Regions from separate parts of the Mus musculus genome. Here region 1 is linked to region 2. Evidence: chromatin contacts called from public HiCAR-type data. All regions are on one chromosome and are shown on one strand. Each heading gives the region's core, a stretch centred on a gene start, on an enhancer-like site or on the middle of the called end of the contact. The rest is flanking DNA. Distances are from core to core; before and after follow the strand shown.

What was found. HiCAR-type assays count read pairs that join an accessible place to other places.
Region 1: a contact with region 2 is called in a HiCAR-type map of astrocytes, with 7 times the contacts expected there. The contact joins the promoter of Gpr146 here to the promoter of Alkbh4 in region 2. A contact is called at or near these places in 1 of 484 Hi-C or Micro-C datasets (CD8 T cells) and 1 of 115 datasets of contacts at active chromatin or transcription factors (astrocytes).

The regions. Positions count from the first base shown.
Region 1 is chr5:139,379,258-139,381,957 of GRCm38.p6, reverse strand. Gpr146 (G protein-coupled receptor 146) reads right to left here and starts at 1,319. Exons shown (of 2, transcript NM_030258.5): 1 at 1,215-1,319. All of the region lies in intron 2 of 3110082I17Rik (RIKEN cDNA 3110082I17 gene), which reads left to right.
Region 2 is chr5:136,134,536-136,137,404 of GRCm38.p6, reverse strand. It overlaps Alkbh4 (alkB homolog 4, lysine demethylase), which reads right to left and starts at 1,260. Exons shown (of 3, transcript NM_001347492.1): 1 at 1,111-1,260. The coding sequence starts at 1,227. Lrwd1 (leucine-rich repeats and WD repeat domain containing 1) reads left to right here and starts at 1,331. Exons shown (of 15, transcript NM_027891.4): 1 at 1,331-1,533; 2 at 2,672-2,869. The coding sequence starts at 1,454.

The sequences.
Region 1 (2,700 bases), core at 70-2,569, 3.2 Mb before region 2:
GAAAACAGGAGCCTCACTTGTGAGCACAGATCTCACTCCCCCAAGGGCTTGGCTTCATGTCTCAGTATGTTTGGGTCATTAAAGGAGGGGATTATGCTAGGACATTGTGGGGTAAGGAAGGAGAGAATGCCCAGGGAGCTGCAAGAGTCTCCTCCAGTCTGTGAACCACACAGGCATCCCCTCCCAACTACTCAGCCTACACATTCTGACCTAAATCCCCATGCATCCCCACATTAGGTTTAGCTGGATGTGTCGCAGCTTTCTTCATGAGCCCATTCAAGAGTCACGGGGAGCCGGGCGTGGTGGCGCACGCCTTTAATCCCAGCACTCAGGAGGCAGAGGCAGGCGGATTTCTGAGTTCGAGGCCAGCCTGGTCTACAAAGTGAGTTCCAGGACAGGGCTACACAGAGAAACCCTGTCTCGAAAAACCAAAAAAAAAAAAAAAAAAAAAAAGAGTCACGGGGACACTGATACACTGTACCCTGGGAGCAACCAGAGGTTCTAGTTTGGAAATCTGGACCTTGTGGTTGTTCTTCAAAGACTTACATGGCAGGTTAGGATAATGTGACTGTACCCTTAGTGTAATTATTAATAGTGTTTCCTTGCACTCACAGAGATAGTGCCTGGTCCCCTATGGGTGGAGTGGCCTCAGGACACGTCCAGAGGCGTTTCAATAGGATTAACTTATAGTTCTTTCAAGCTAGCTTAACCCCAGGTTATCAGTGCCTCTGATACATGGAGGTGGACATAGATGTCAGGTTGCTGGATCAGGACGAGAATAGGAATGCAGCTCGCAAGAACATAATCACAGACCGGGGCGCGCTAAATTGGCAGGTGCTGTTCTGGACAGCGGGTACTAAGTTAGTCCTAGTCAGCAAGCCTGAGGACCGAAGAAACTGTATCCCTTCACTTGGGGTTCTAGTTGCTGGTACTGCCTCCCGTGCCCGATGAATGTTCAGGGCCGATGGCGCAAGTTCCGCTATCTCTACGCACGGGTTCCAAATGTCCTGACGCTCTTAACCAACAGAAGGGACGAAGATGGTAACCGTAGCGTCCTAGGAGAGCCCGTCCGCCTCCTCGGGCAGCAAACCCACCGCCCGCCGCGGGTTCAGGACCACACTCCCTGTCCCTGGCGTCCACCCAGCGCAGCCTGGCGCGGTCTCCTCCCGCCTGGAACAGAGCATTAGGGGCTCCCCTCCCCGGGCCCCACTCACCGCTCGCTGGGCGGCGGCCCGCGCACCGGCCGCGGGCGGGCAGCTGGGCTTGCAGGAGGCAGCGGAGCTCACGGCGCGCACGCCGTGGGGGCTGTGTACACACGTGACCCCGTCCCGCCCCCGGGGGCTGCTCGCGTGGTCCCGCCCCCGCCCGCCGAGCAACGCCGTCAGGCCCTGCCCTCTCTCCCGACCCACAGCTCGGTGGCTCCGCCCTTTTCTTGGAACCGGTGCTTAGTTCCCGCAGGCTCCGCCCCCAGTCCGAACGGACAATCCCCTTGGCCAGCCACGGCCGGCCGCCTTAATGCTGGAGGGCGGCGCACCTGCCCCCATTAAAGTTTGTAATTTCCCCGACCTGTGCTTCCCCGGTCCTAGAGGCGTCTAAGTGGAGCTGTCCGGAGAAAACAGCTCCGACCCACTGTGTAGCTGCTGTCCAACATGAAAGTGGGAATGGTGCCATTTAGAGTATTTGCCTAACAGTCAGGAAGCCCGGCGTTTAGTCCTCAACACCACATAAGCCAGGGGTAGTGGTGCGTGCATACATGTAGTCCCAACACTCAGGAGATAGAGCAGGGAGGATCAGAAGTTCAAGGCTGTCCCTGGCTACATAGTCACCTGAAGGGTATCCTGGGATACATGAGATCTTAAAAAACAAAGAGTAACAACAACAAAATACACACACACACACAGATAGCCTAACTGGGCATGATGGTGCCCATCTATAATCTCAGCACTCAAGAGGCAGAGCAAGGACTGCCATAAATCCAAGGCTGTTGTAGCTTACATAGCAAATTCTGGGCCAACTGGGGTTGCAAAGTAAGACTGTCAAAAGTGGGGGGAGGGTCCTGGAGTTGTTGGCCCAATTGCAAGCAGGAGGACCTATGTTTGATCCCTCAGAACCCATGTCAGAAAGGTTGAGTGTGGTAGCATGTGCTTGTAGTGCTAGGGAGGTGGCAGGCGCTGGGGCCCTTTGGGCCAGCCTATCTAACTTTCACATTTCAGGCCACCAACCACCCCCACCCCCAAAAAGCCAACCCTGTCTTATAAAAAACAAGGTGGACAGCACCTGAGGAATGATGGCCAAGGTGGACCTCTGGGCTCCATAGGCACATAATCTAAAATGAAAGTAAACCATAAATAATTGACCCTCAGGATTCCTGGTGAGACTCTGAAGTGTCAGGGTTCCTGGGCCTTCCAGAGGGTTCCTGTGAGGTTTCACTCACAACTGGGGAGTGCTGCTGGTGAACCGAGCACCCTCCTAGTGCAAGGCCCCACTGGCTGCCTGCTCTGCACCACCCGAAGCACAGCACAGATGTTCAGAGTAAGAGGGCCCAGCCGCCGACTCGGCTGCGGGCGGTCCTCCCATTGAGCAGGCATGTCCCCGAGCTAGACATCTTGGACATGGTAGGGTGTGTGAATTGCTGTCTGACCTCGTGCTCTGAGGTTGATATTTGAAAAATCCCACAGAGCTGGCCTCCCTCGTGCTGCA
Region 2 (2,869 bases), core at 11-2,510:
TTAAGTGTCTGTCGCCTCAGCCACCCACAGCTCCTATCTCAGGCCTCTACTCAAGCATTCCCCTGGCTATGCATCCCAGCAACTTGCTACAGCACTGCCAGGGCCATACAAATGCTCTGAAGTTATTTTTCATTCATTCATTCATTCATTCATCCATCCATTGCCCATTTTGATGGAAGGTGTTAGCCTGGTCAACAGAGAGCTAGAAGGGAAACATTTTAACATTCTTCCTGGCCTACCTGACTCCTGATCCTATTAGTATCTTGTAAGACAGATTTGTTTTTGTTTTTCAAGATGGGCTTTCCTGGAACTCCCTATGTAGATCAGGCTAGCCTGGGACTCACAGAGATCTGCCTGCCTCTGCATCCCAAGTGCTAAGTCTAATGGCATGCACCACCACTGCCCGGCTGTAAAGCTGATTCATACAGGTTTGTTTTCCCAAAAAAATTTCCCCCAAATCAAAGCCTGTTTTGGAGACAGGTTTCTCTGTAGTGTAGTCCTGGCTGTCCTGGAACTCACTCTGTAGACCAGGCTGGCCTCGAACTCGGAATTCCACCTGCCTCTTGTCTCCCGAGTGCTGGGATTAAAGGCATGCGCCACCACTGCCCGGCTGCCTGTGCTGTCTTAAGTCGCTCATTCCCTGTCTAATACAGGCGGCCTAGTGTTCAGCACTCCCTACCATTTCCATGCAGTCTCCCTTGTGCTCCGGAAGCTCACTCAAAACCAGACCCGTTCAGTCCAAGTTATTTACCACTGCCCCCCACCCCCACCCCTCACCCCCCAAAGTCACAGAGATGATGTGTGACAGCCGCTTCCCTACTGCCAAGGTAACTCCTAAAACCTGCTGGGCGGCTGAGGTCCGTTCTCCAGCCTCTCTGCCTTTCAAATGCAGAGATCTCGGCGTGCACCAGCATTTCCCCGCCCTTCCATTAATCAGCCGATGGCACTTGGTCCACCTTTTGGGTTTTGTGAATATTGAAGATATAAGCGCTCCAAACAACTCACCTACCGCGAGGCTTTGGTCCTTGGCTGTTTTACAGGCAAGCTGGGCCTTAGTTTCCCATTAAGATGAATAGATTTTCTGGCTATGACTCTTTTCCTAGTCCGTACCTGAAGGCAGATCTGCCAGGGCGGGTCCCTGTGGCGTTGTCTCTCGCAGATAAGACAGGTCCGGATGCCCTTACAGCCGCACTCCTGCAAAAGAGAAACTTCAGCCGCCGCCGCCATCGCGTCCTCCGATCAGTTAAGAGCGCAGGCGCGAGACGCAGGGGCCGCTGGGAGTTGTAGTCATCGCAGAAGCAGGAGGTGGGGCGTAAGGCTGGCGTTCTACTTCCTTCCGGTCGCAACGGACTCGCAAAGGGTTTGTTGTGCGCCACCTCCTGGGCTCCCCGGCAGCGGGCCTTAGCGACCGGACTTCGTGGAGGCGCGGGTTCGGTTGAGCCCTCGGCCACCCATGGCTCCTCTCACGCCGCAACTGCTCCTGCAACGTGGGCGACCCAAGACGGATAAGCTGGGGAAGATTCAGAGTTTGAAGTAAGAGCATGTGGGGTTGAAGCGGATCCGGGGCGTGGGGTTCTTCCCCGCCAGGGTGGTTTGATGGGCGGAATGCAAGGCTCAGACCCCTCCGTCTCCTCCTCCTGCCCGGGTTATTCTGTTATCCGGGATTCGAGCCCCAGTCGAATCTCGCGCCAAACGGAGATGTGGGAGATTGGCAGCCAACGCCCGGCGTCAGATAAACTTGGAGCGAACGCCCTTAGCCTTGCGCGGAGTGGAAAGACTGATGAGATACTAAGGGATGTTGAGGGATCCTGTGTAGCACGGAACGGGCTAGCAGGAACTAGTAAAAACAAGAAGGAACTTGGAAGTCTTGGGCTCTAAAGTCATTTTGTTTTGTTTGTTTGCTTGCCTGTTTGTTTTTGAGACAGGGTTTCTCTGTGTAGCCCTGGCTGTCCTGGAACTCACTCTGTAGACCAGGCTGGCTTCGAACTCAGAAATCCACCTGCCTCTGCCTCACAAGTGCTGGGATTAAAGGCGTGCGTGTGCCACCACTGCCCGGCAACAAAGTACTCTTTAAGGGAGGGAAGATGGGCCACAGAAATGATCTGCAGATAAAGGTGCCTGTCTGTCATCAAGCCTGAATTCAATCCCTTGGGCCCAGACAGTGGAGCAAAGCAGCTCCCTAAAACCATGACCCCCTTAATCACGCTTTGATTGTGCCCATTCCTATCCACACACCACACACAGATACATAGACACTCTGTAATACATAGAAAGGTAAGTTAGGAAGTGAGAAGGCTAGAACAGTTGGCATAGCTCAGTTGCTACATTGCTTACTAGACATGCACAGAGCCTGAGTATCCCTAGGGTTCCATCCCTATCAACACCTGAACAGCTCCCAAGGGGTGGCACATGCCTGTCATCTCAGCACGTGGGTAGGGGGAGGAGAGTTAAGTTCAAGGCTTTCCTGGACTACGCAATGAGTTGTGTAGGATGGGATCTCTTGAGTTTTGCGGCCAACCTAGTCTACATAGTTCAGGCTAGCCAAGTCTAAAGCAAGCTTCATGCTTGCACAAGAACTTTGTTGGTGGAAATCCCTCTGGGACAGATGGGGTAATTAATGGGAGGGTCTGGCCCGCTCCCTCAGCTCTCTTGCTCTCTGCCCTCACCCCAGTCTGTCGGGGCTGCAGCTGCTCTCAGAGCACTTGGATCCCAATCTCCTGGGGCGCCTGAAGAAGCTGAGGGAACTTGACCTCTCTAACAACTTGCTGGAGACGCTGCCTGCTAACCTGGGCCTGTCCCATCTGCGCATCCTTCGCTGTACCAACAACCAGCTCGGGGATGTCACTGCCTTGCACCAGTTCCCAGAACT